Linked DNA regions of Capra hircus: region 2 is linked to region 1. The links are chromatin contacts, called in public Hi-C maps. All regions are on one chromosome and are shown on one strand. Each heading gives the region's core, a stretch centred on a gene start, on an enhancer-like site or on the middle of the called end of the contact. The rest is flanking DNA. Distances are from core to core; before and after follow the strand shown. Region 1 has its middle 20 kb from the start of ADORA1. Region 2 has its middle 25 kb from the start of CHI3L1.

Region 1 (6,119 bases), core at 2,517-5,016:
TTCCATTCTTCTTTCTCAAGATTGCTCTGGCTATTCGAGTTTTTTTGTATTTCCATACAAATTGTGAAATTATTTGTTCTAGTTCTGTGAAAAATACCATTGGAAGCTTGATGGGGATTGCATTGAATCTATAGATTGCTTTGGGTAGTATACTCATTTTCATTATATTGATTCTTCCAATCTATGAACATGGTATATTTCTCCATTTATTTGATTTGTCATCTTTGATTTCTTTCATCAGTGTTTTATAGCTCTCTATAATAAGTCTTTTGTTTCTTTAGGTAGATTTATTCCTAAATATTTTATTCTCTTCATTGCAATGGTGAATGGAATTGTTTCCTTAATTTCTCTTTCTGTTTTCTCATTGTTAGTGTATAGGAATGCAAGGGATTTCTGTGTGTTAATTTTATATCCTGCAACCTTACTATATTCATTGATTAGTTCTAGTAATTTCCTGGTGGAGTCTTTAGGGTTTTCTATGTAGAGGATCATGTCATCTGCAAACTTGAGAGTTTTACGTCTTCTTTTTCAATCTGGATTCCTTTTATTTCTTTTTCTTCTCTTATTGCTGTGGCTAAAACTTCCAAAACTATGTTGAATAGTGGTGGTGAGAGTGGTCACCCTTGTTTTGTTTCTGACTTTAGGGGAAATGCTTTCAATTTTTCACCATTGAAGACAATGTTTGCTGTGGGTTTATCATATATGGCTTTTATTATGTTGAGGTATGTTCCTTCTATGCTTTCTGGAGGGTTTTTAATCATAAATGGATATTGGATTTTGTCAAAGGCTTTATCTGCATCTATTGAAATAATCATATGGTTTTTGTCTTTCAATTTGTTAATGTGGTATATCACATTGATCTATTTGCAAATGTTGAAGAATACTTGCATCCCTGGGATAAAGCCCACTTGGTCATGATGTATGATCTTTTTAATATGTTGTTGGATTCTGTTTGCTAGAATTTTATTAAGGATGTTTGCATTTATGTTCATCAGTGATATTGGCCTGTAGTTTTCTTTTTTTGTGGCCTCTTTGTCTGGTTTTGGTATTAGCGTGACAGTGGCCTCATAGAATGAGTTTGGCAGTTTACCTTCCTCTTCAATTTTCTGGAAGAGTTTGAGTAGGATAGGTGTTAGCTCTTCTCTAAATTTTTTTGTAGAATTCATCTGTGAAGCTGTCTGGTCCTGGGATTTTGTTTGCTGGGAGATTTCTGATTACAGATTCGATTTCTGTGCTTGTGATGGGTTTGTTAAGATTTTCTATTTCTTCCTGGTTCAGTTTTGGATAGTTATACTTTTCTAAGAATTTTTCCATTTCTTCCAAGTTGTCCATTTTATTTTCATATAATTGCTGATACTAGTCTCTTATGATCCTTTGTATTTCTTTGTTGTCTGTGGTGATTTCTCCATTTTCATTTCTAATTTTGTTGATTTGATTCTTCTCCCTTTGTTTCTTGATGAGTCTGGCTAATGGTTTGTCTATTTTATTTATCTTCTCAAAGAACCAGCCTTTAGCTTTGTTGATTTTTGCTATGGTCTCCTTTGTTTCTTTCCCATTTATTTCTGCCCGAATTTTTATGATTTCTTTCCTTCTACTAACCCTGGGGTTCATCATTTCTTCTTTTTCTAGTTACGTTAGGTGTAGAGCTAGGTTTACTTGATTTATTTGATTTTTCTCTTGTTTCTTGAGGTAAGCTTGTATTGCTATGAACCTTCCCCTTAGCACTGCTTTTACTGAATCCCATAGGTTTTGGGTTGTTGTGTTTTCATTTTCATTCATTTCTATGCATATTTTGATTTCTTTTTATTTCTTCTGTGATTTGTTGGTTATTCAGAAGCGTGTTGTTTAGCCTCCTTATGTTTGAATTTTTAATAGTTTTTTTTTCCTGTAGTTGACATCTAATCTTACCACATTGTGATCTGAAAATATGCTTGGAATGATTTCAACTTTTTTTAGTTTATCAAGGCTAGATTTATGGCCCAGGATGTGATCTATCCTGGAGAAGGTTCCACGTGCACTTGAGAAAAAGGTGAAATTCATTGTTTTGGGGTGAAATGTTCCAGAGATTACTTTTAAACTTAATATCAGAAGTTTTTTCATACTCTTACACAGTCTTCAAATTGTTATTTTAATGCTACATAATATTCTGGTGAATATATATGACAAGTTTTACTTGTCTCTTTTCTGCTAGACATTTCCAGTTTTACTCTGTTGCAGAGAGCGCTATTGCATACATATTCTTTTACATCTTTCTCTTTCTTACTCTTTCCTGTTCACTTTCTTTCCCTTTCTACTCTCTTTATTCTCTTTTGAAACTCCTTCTACCTCCTTGGGTGCACTCTCTTTCCTAGAGCAGTGATTTTCCCCAGCTGGATGTAGAAATCATCTTAATGGGACCCACGGTTTTTAAATTACTAAAAATGTGTTATAAAGAGTTCTTAAGGACACTTTTACTATTTTTGCATCCTTAAAACAGTATAAATGATAAATTTTCCACTTCACAAGGGGAGGGAACATAAGACCAGACAGGACAAGGTTGGAGAAGGCTCAAGCATGTGACAGAATACAATGTTTATAATGAGAGAAAAAGACAGAACCTGGATGTCTGTCAACAAGGAGGTGGCTAAATGAACCATGATATGTCTATTTGAAGAATATCATGATGTAAATCTATATGTACTGGTTTAGATAAGACCTTTTTTTAGTGAATTTAATTGCGAAATATTTGTGGTTTACAATTTATGTAAAAAATAATAGCAAAATCCAAGTCTACATGACAGAATTATATATTTTCTATGTATATATTAGGCAAATATATATTCAAGCTGGTAACAGTGGTTACCTGTGTTGAAGGGAAATAGTCTGGATTTAGGAGACTGATCAAAGGGAGTCTGAATCTGAAATGCAATGGTTTCATTTTTCTATTCAAGGGAAGAACATTTACATGTTGCTTATATAACAAAAAAATTAATTTTAAAAATATTGCCACTGTGTGTCTTTCTGTTTACATTGTACACTGAAACCCCTGACTCAGGTCCTGGCTACAAATAAATGAAATGTAATAAAAGAATGCTATTAAATATGCAAGTATCCTTTTGAGAAGAGTGGGCTTCTTGCTTTTTTTCACACTGCATTTGCAGTTTGTTTCAGTCAGTGTCGGTGGGTCTTGAACTAGGCCTGCTCTTCCAGGAGATAAGGGTGCCCCTAACTCAGACTTTGCCTTTCAGCCAGTGCTGCCTACCTCAATCCTGGCAGGTGAAAGTTGGGGATTTTGAAGTTTAGTCTCTTGCCCTGGATTCCAGATGGAGGACAACAGATGAGGCCACATAGCCCTACTGTTCAGACCCAGTGAGACAGATGGAGACTCTGGAGCCAACGTGTGAATGGTGGCGATTCATAAGGGGTACAGGCAGGCAGAGTGCCTAGCTTAGGGCCAGTGACAGCTGAGCAGCACATGGGAAGGGGAGGGAGCAGGGGCGTGGGAGTGGGGTGAGTGGGTTTAGCCATGAGGGAGGAGGCGAGAGAGGGCAGAGAACAAGGGAGGAAAAGAGGGGGAACTCCTCTGGTCCTACCCCCAGGGTGGAGGTCAGAGGTCCCAGGCTGACCTGGAAAGCTTACAAATTTGCAGGATAGGTGGACATAATGAGAGAGAAGAGTGTTCCTTATCTGCCCCCTCATCCTTCTCCCCCATCCTCAGCTGTCCTCTACCTAGCTCTAAACACAGGACATTTGGGCCATTCCAGCAGCAGCCAGTCCCTTGGCTGGATCAGGGCCCGGGCAGGTGGACGGAGCAGCTGCCACCCCTCCCCTGGCAGACAAGGGGTCGGAGCACAAGGAGGCGGCTGGATCGTGGACATATCAAGCACACTACTGGGATCTCCACACTTTTCTTTCCAGAAGTCCTACCTGCCTACTGTACCCCTCACCCCATTCCTCTTAAGTAGAGTGACAAAATAAGAAAGGTAAAAGAATTGTGAAACTATCAGGTAAGAAATGAATCGCCAGTCTATGTTCGATACAGGATACAGGATGCTTGGGGCTGGGCACGGGGACGATCCAGAGAGATGATATGGGGTGGGAGGTGGGAGGGGGGGTTCAGGATTGGGAACTCATGTACACCCGTGGCTGATTCATGTCAATGTATGGCAAACCAATACAGTATTGTAAAGCAAAATAAAGTAAAAATAAAATTTTTAAAAATAATAATAATATTTACTGAAGTCACTATATGCATAGTACTATTGATTTTATGATATATCACTGAATCATCCCAACAGCCCATTATGAAAGTAAGGCCTATTTTATAGGTGAGAGAAATGAAGCTTCTTGATTCAGCAATGTGCTCAAGGTCAGACACTAAGAAGGGATAGAAGTGAAATTTGATGCCAATTTTTTTTGACATTACAAATAAACTCATAACCCTTGAGGAGGATTGAGTTAACAAAATATCCAGCAGAAAGCCAGCAGACCCACATTTCCAGGAGAAATAAGAGGTGGATGCATCTAAGCTAGCCTTTCTCACCATTGGAACTGACAGCTGCTGGATGAGGTGGGGTGAGAAAGTAAAAGAAGCTAGAAAATCTAAGATTTTGCTAAGTAGGAATCATCCCATCTTTTGGGGCTGCTTTAAATGGCTCTGCCTGGAGAAAGAAGAATAAAGGAGAGCAGTCTCTTCATTCCCTCTGGGTGGGCTCTCCAGAGGAGATCCTAGTCAAAGCCTGGAGTAAGAAGGGACTAGACATAGGCTGTTTCCCACAGGTCTGATCTGTCTTACCATGGAGCATCCCACCTGAAGCCTTTTATAGTGCATTGAATCATCCCCCTAGCCTTGAGCCTCCTCCCAGCCTTAGGAACCCTAGCTCAGAGCAGGCCCAGTGAGGAAGCCAGCCCTCCGCAGCTCGTCAAGCAACACCCAGGCTTTGGGCTGCCAGCAGGGGGACCCTGAGCCCCAGGCAACAGGGCTGAGCTGGGCAGCTTCTTCTGCATCTAGATCCCTTCTCTGAGCAGATCCACGTGCTGCCCTGAGCCACAGTTTTCTGCTCTGAAAAAAGAAAGAATATGCTTACCTCACCAGCCATGCTGTGAGAGTTAAATGAGTTCTAAATAAACAAGAAAGCATTGCTAGACTTTTTCCTATTGTTGTACTCTTGTACAATTACTGTATTACGCTGAAAATTCAGCAAGAGTAATTTTAAGCCCTAGATGGAATCTCTTCAACCCTTGGGGCAGGGGAAGTGATTGAAATAGAAAAATCCAGCAACTGGAGGGTTCCACTATGTCTCCCACTCCATCTGATCAGCTGGATAGAGCGGATGGCTCTTAGGTATAGTTGGATACCTCTGGCAAGCTCCTGTTTGTTCTCCTGGCCTGGCATTTGAAACTTTCAGGTGGGCTCACTAAGGGACCTGGGAACCCAGGCCAGAGCCTATTTCTGTCAATCCTGACTTCAGAAAATGTACTTAGTGCAGAGTCGTTTCACTTTGGTGAAAGTGTCTTAGACTCAGGATAGATGGTCAAGGCAGACTTGAATAGAATATTGGGATTCTTCTTAAGATCAGGGAATTAGCTTTCGGATAAAACTGGAGCTGAGAGAATGAGCTGAAGCCAGAAAAAGGTCTCCTGCCCATTCTTTCCCCAGAATTATTCCCCGGGAATGTTTTCCCCTCAGTGTGATGGGGTGCATGCTTAGCGTTTTGACTCTGGTTCCATCCCTGCTGGGCAGGGCTTCAGTCAGGCAAATCAGTAGGAAAACCTGTGTGTGGAAGGCTCTCTGATAGGCTCCCAGGGCCCTATAGGGGGAGAAGGGCCATTCCACAAGCCAGCACCTAATTAGGAGTTTAGACTGACTCTTCACTTTATGTTGCTTTTCAAAATTCACGTGTTCCAAAGTTCTTGGAGAGTCATTGCTGACTCTCTGAGAGTCACTGTGCTGTGTTGGAAAGAATCCTAGACTGGGTTTGTATTTCAGCTCCAGCATTTGGTGCTTTCAGGCCTCTGTTTGAGCCTCAGTGTTTTAATCTTTTAAATGGGAATCTGTTAAATGGGATCATACAATAGCCTCCCAGACAGGCAGCATGATGATATATGGAAATAAATGTGAGAAAGGGTCAGGCACATGG
Region 2 (6,119 bases), core at 1,138-3,637, 100 kb after region 1:
TGATGGCTGTTCAGCAGCGTGTTGTAACTTTGGAGTTCTTACAGGAGAAGATGAGAGCACACCCTTCTACTCCACCATTTTATCAAGGCCCTGCCCCTGAAAACCACACCACAAATCTGAACTCTTTTTCTGTGAGTTTGTTTGGGAGTTTTTTAAGTAGAATTGACCGACAACACTAATTTAGTTCCCATTAAGTGACATACTGATTTGATATTTCCATATATCTTAAAATGGTCATATAGTAAGTCTAGTTATGATATGTCCCCACACAAAGAGACAACATTGTTATTGACACTGTACCTTTCATACTGGTGACTCATTTATTTTGCATCATGGCCCTTCTTATGAAAATTCTCGGCAAAGTAGGAATAGAAAGAAACTTCCTTTGTCTTATAAAAGGGATCTACAAGAACCCTACAATAAATAGCATACTTAAGATTGACTGTTGTGAACATCTTCTATCCAGCCAGAAACAAAATAAAGATGACCACTGTCACTGTTTTTATTCACCACTGTACTGGAGGTGCAGACAACAAGAAAATTAAACAAAAGTCATAAGGTTCAGAATATACAAAACATTCATGGAGACGATATGATTGTCTACATAGAACTTTTTGCAGAATAATCACTGAAATTAACAAGAAGGTTGGAAAAATTTCTGAGCATAACATCTATATCCAAACATCACTGACATTATTATACACTAGCAACAATTAATGAAAAACTTTAATTTTTAAAAAGGATAAAATTTCTCAAAAATTAAAAACCTAGGAATAAGTATCATAAGAAATATATAAGATCTTTATGAAGAAAATTGCAAAATTTTATTGAGCTACTTTTAGAAGATAAAACTAAATAAAGGGATATACCATGTCTTTAGAATAGGAAACAATAAAAATACCAATTCTCCCTAAACTAGCCTATAAATTCCATGTAGTTCATATTAAAATCTAAACAGAATTTTTAATGAAATTTGGCAAAATGATTCTAACATGTACATGGAACGAGTTACGAATAGCCAAGATGTTCCTGAAACAGAAAACAAAAGGGTTTACTGTCCCATCTACCAAGTTGGGGGGCCAAGATATGGAGCTTCCATGGTGGCTCAGATGCTAAAAAATCTGCATGCAATGCAGGAGACTCGGGTTTGGCCCCTGGGTCATGAAGATCCCCTGGAGAAGGGAATGGCAGCCCACTCCAGTATTCTCGCCTGGAGAAATCCGTGAGCAGAAGAGACTAGCTTCATACAGCCCATGGGGCAAAAAGAGTTCGACAGCTGAGCAGCCAGCGCACACAGGAAGAAGGAAAGCCAGACCTCAAACTGGGAGAAAACATAGTCAGATTTGTAAAGATGGAAGGATCTGTGTTCGGAATATGTAAAGAACTCATGCAATTAATTTGAAAGAGACAAACAACCGAACAGAAAAATGGGCAAGAGACACTCACTCTGCTCACAGAAGAATAATGCAAATAGCTTATGACAGGAAAGTATGGTGAAATAGTGAGGAGTCATGAGAATGCGATCTAAACCACAGTGAGACACCTATTTGCACCTCCTGGATTGGTAGAAAGGATAGAAGGAAATGTAAACTTTTCAATGGGGGGAAAACTTGTATAATCACTTTGAAAAACCATTCACCAGCACCCAGTGAAAATGAACTTGAGCATGCCTCAGGCCCTATCAAGTGCTGGACACACTCTATACACTCTCAGCAATAGTCATGCTCAACAGGCCTCAGGTCCTAAAAAGTCCTGGACACACACTTCTCACACTTATCAGAAGTCATGCTCAACATGCCTCAGGTGTTGTCAAGTCCTGGAGACACCCTGTGCACACTCATCACAAGTCATGCTCAAGAGTGTTCATACCAGTATTGTCCACACTGGCCCAAAGCCGGAAGCAACCCCAAATGCCCACTGCCAGCGGTACGCGTGCGCCGTGGTGTGGTCACATGAGGGAATACCGCAGAGCAGTGAAGGAGAGCTTGCAGCTCTGGGAAGCACAGCAGTGGGCCCCAGAAGGCGCCACACGTATGCTTCTATTTATTTAAAGTTCAGAAATGGCTGGACTAAGCAATATCTTATTCAGGAACATACACACAGTTGGTAAAACTGTAACAAAGGAGAAGGAACGACTAACCAAGGCCTGGCCAGAAGAGTGTCTCCTCAAGAGGGGCACAGGGCCGCTCCACAGCTCCTGGTAATGCCGCTTCCTTGCGCCCTGTGACTGATTTCTGGAAGACGCCGAGCATTCGTATCTTAAACACTCCTTGCTCGTGCGGCAGATTTCATCACTGGAACAACATGAAGGCAACAGTGCCTCGGGCTCCGTGGCTCCGAGCGAGGCGTGGCACACTCAGAGGCAGGCCGTGCTGGGGCGACACTGTGGCCCACCCAGAGAGCTGGGCCCCGGCCTGGGTAGGGGCTGAGGACTCACCTGTGCAGCAGGCATGTGAGGCCTGCTGGCGAGTGCTCAGAGTGTGCTCAGAGAGGAGACCAGAGGAACTCCTCTAGGGCGCTCCCAGCGGGCACTGCTGTTAGGAAGAGTGGTCTGACAGCAATTCATGGGCTAAGCCACGAAAGCATAAATGACCCCAAATTCCTTTTTATATAAACTGTGCGGCTCAAAGACAAGCAAATTCTAATATTTCAGGCAGCATTTGCACCTGACTTCAAAGGCCTAGTTTATAAACTGAGGGGTGGATGGGCGGGGCAGACTGGTGGATCAATGGAGACAGTCTTGTTTAAAGCAGTATTTGCTATGGGGCAGGGGCTCAGGTTAAAGGAAGACACAGACATATGATGGTAGACATCGGGGGATCCTCTATGAGAAGCTGGCGTGTCTGAGGTTAGCACTGACCACTGGGGTACCCGGCAACCAAACTGGAGTGGGACGAGAGATGTGAGAGCAGGAGGAGGGACTAGGGCCTGATGGAAGGTCTTGGCACTTGACAGAGACTTTATGATTTAGACAGGAAGAAGTTGTTGGTAGTTCTTGGGCATGGGAGATGAAAGGATTAGGTTCCTAATTTAGAAAGATCAAACTAGTCACAGTGAGGAGGTTGGACTGGCTGAGAGAGGTACAAGAAGCAGAGAGCCCAGTGAGGAGACTGGTGGGAGGCGTTGCTGATCACGTTGATCCAGCTAACGTGTGCTTAACGCTCACCCACCCTGCCAGCAGGACAGACTAGGACACTGAGCTCCCATTTCTTCGCCTAAACTCACACAGCTAGTAGGTGGTGGGGCAGGAAGTCAGCTCTGCTCTGCCTGGTGCTCCCCCTACCATAAGGACACTTCCATTCTACACTCCATTCTGAGCAGGTAGTTAAGTCTCAGTTGAGACCTCAGCAGAAAGAACATGGGCAAAAGCAGACCTGTGCTCTGGACTGAAGAAGAGCAGATTTCAGAAGGCCCACACACAGGTAGGGGATAAAGGGAAGTCACTGCTCAAGGGATCTGGTGCTGCTTGCACCCATGCAAAGAGTCAGCTCATCTCTCTCCCTACCTGTCTCCATCCTTAACTGCCTCCCTGAGTCTGCCCCCAAAACAGCCTTGGGTGAGGGCTCCATACCTGTCTCCATCCTTCACTGCCTCCCTGAGTCCTGCCCTCAAAACAGCCTTGGGTGAGGACACAACAAAATGGATCATTAGGTTAAGTGGATTATGCAGATTTTATTCAAATAGAATGACCAAGATTCAACCCAAAGCTTCAAGAACTAGCTTTAAGGATTAGTATCCTGTACAAAAGTGTATGCTTAGGCATTCAGCTGGACATGACTGAACAACTGAGTGGTGCCCAATTTGCTAAGGGGGAAGAGTGGAGAAATAACTCCAGAAAGAATGAAGAGATGGAGCCAAAGCAAAAACAATACCCAGGTGTAGATGTGCCTGGCAATGGAAGTAAAGTATGATGTTATACAGAACAATATTGCATAGGAATCTGGAATATTAGGTAACTGGTCCACATATCAAGATAAATTGGAAGTGGTTAAACAGGAGATGGCAAGAGTGAACATTAACATTTTAGAAATCAGTGAACTAAAATGTACTAGAATGGGTGGATTTTATTCAGATGGCCATTATAGCTACCTCTGTGGGCAAGAATCCCTTAGAAAAAATGGAGTAGCCATCATAGTCAACAAGAGTCAAAAATGCAGTACTTGGATGCAATCTCAAAAATGATAGAATGATCTCTGTTCACTTTCAAGGCAAACCATTCAATATCACAGTAATCCAAGTCTATGCCCCAACTACTAATGCCAAATAAGCTGAAGCTGAATGGCTCTATGAAGACCTACAAGACCTTCTAGAACTAAGACCCATAAGAGATGTCCTTTCCATCATAGGGGACTGGAATGCAAAAGTAGGAAGTCAAAAGATACCTAGAGTAACAGGCAAATTTGGCCTTGGAATACAAACTAAAGTGGGCAAAGGCTAACAGAGTTTTGCCAAGAGAATGCGCTGGTGATAGCAAACACCCTCTTCCTGCAGCACAAAAGAGGACTCTATGCATGGACATCACCAGATGGCCAACACTGAAATCAGATGGATTATATTCTTTGTAGCCAAAAATGGAGAAACTCTACACAGGCAGCAAAAACAAGACCGGGAGCTGACTGTGGCTCAGATCATGAACACGTTATTGCCAGATTCAGACTTAAATTGAAGAAAGTAGGGAAAACCACTAGACCATTCAGGTATGACCTAAATCAAAACCCTTATGATTATACAGTACAAGTGAGAAACAGATTCAAGGGATTAGATCTGATAGACAGAGTACCGAAGAACTATGGACAGAGATTCATGACATTGTACAGAAGGCAGCGATCAAGACCATCCCCAAGTGGAAAAAAATGCAAAATGGCTGTCTGAGGAGGCCTTACAAATAGCTGAGAAAAGAAGAGAAGCTAAAGGCAAAGGAGAAAAAGAAAGATATACCCATCTGAACGCAGAGTTTCAAAGAATATCAAGGAGAGATAAGAAAGCCGTCTTCACTGATCAATGCAAAAAAAACCAGAGGAAAACAATAGAATGGGAAAGACTAGAGATCTCTTCAAGAAAATTAGAGATACCAAGGGAATATTTCATGTAAAGATGAGCACAATAAAGGACAGAAATGGTATGGGCCTAACAGAAGCTGAAGATATTAAGAAGAGGTGGCAAGAATACACAGAAGAACTATACAAAAAAAGATCTTCATGACTCAGATAATCACAATGGTGTTATCACTCACTGAGAGCCAGACATCCTGGAATGTGAAGTCAAGTGGGCCTTAGGAAGCATCATTACAAACAAAGCTAGTGGAGGCGATGGAATTGCAGTTGAGCTATTTCAAATCCTAAAAGATGATGCTGTGAAAGTGCTGCACTCATTATGCCAGCAAATTTGAAAAATTCAGCAGAGGCCACAGGACTGGAAATGGTTAGTTTTCATTCCAATCCCAAAGAAAGGCAATACCAAAGAATGTTCAAACTACCGCACAATTGCGTTTATCTCACACTCTAGCAGAGTAATGCTCAAAGTTCTCCAAGTCAGGCTTCAACAGTATACGAACCATGAATTGCAGATGTTCAAGCTGGATTTAGAAAAGGCAGAGGAACCAGAGATCAAATTGCCAACATTCGATGGGTTATCAAAAAAGCAAGAGAGTTCCAGAAACACATCTACTTCTGCTCTACTGACTATGCCAAACCTTTGTGTGGATTACATCAAACTGTGGAAAATTATTAAATAGATGGGAATTCCAGACCACCTGACAAACCTCCTGAGAAACCTGTATACAGGTCAAGAAGCAACGGTTAGAACTGGGCATGGAACAACTGACTGGTTCCAGATTGGGAAACGAGTACGCCAAGGCTGTATATTGTCACCCTGCTTATTTAACTTACATACATCATGAGAAATGCTGGGCTGGATGAAGCACAAGCTGGAATCAAGATTGCCGGGAGAAATACCAATAACCTCAGATACGCTGATGATACCACCCTTATGGCAGGAAGTGAAGAACAAAAGAGCCTCTTGATGAAAGTAAAAGAGGAGAGTGAAGAGGGTGGCTTAAAACTCAACATTCAGAAAACTAAGATCATAGCATCCGGTCCCATCACTTCTTGGCAAATAGA

What was found. Hi-C and Micro-C count contacts between places; a contact is called where the count stands out from the background.
Region 2: a Hi-C map of blood shows a contact between it and region 1, with 7 times the contacts expected there. The contact joins two enhancer-like sites. A contact is called at or near these places in 2 of 5 Hi-C or Micro-C datasets (blood and liver).

Annotation. Positions count from the first base shown.
Region 1 is chr16:270,650-276,768 of ARS1.2, forward strand. No RefSeq gene overlaps it. Among named protein-coding and RNA genes, the nearest start is that of ADORA1, 20 kb to the right of the region's middle. Within about 2 kb of position 3,767, at least 1 of the 5 cell types and tissues checked has an H3K27ac peak or open chromatin away from gene starts, as enhancers often do.
Region 2 is chr16:376,949-383,067 of ARS1.2, forward strand. No RefSeq gene overlaps it. Among named protein-coding and RNA genes, the nearest start is that of CHI3L1, 25 kb to the left of the region's middle. Within about 2 kb of position 2,388, at least 1 of the 5 cell types and tissues checked has an H3K27ac peak or open chromatin away from gene starts, as enhancers often do.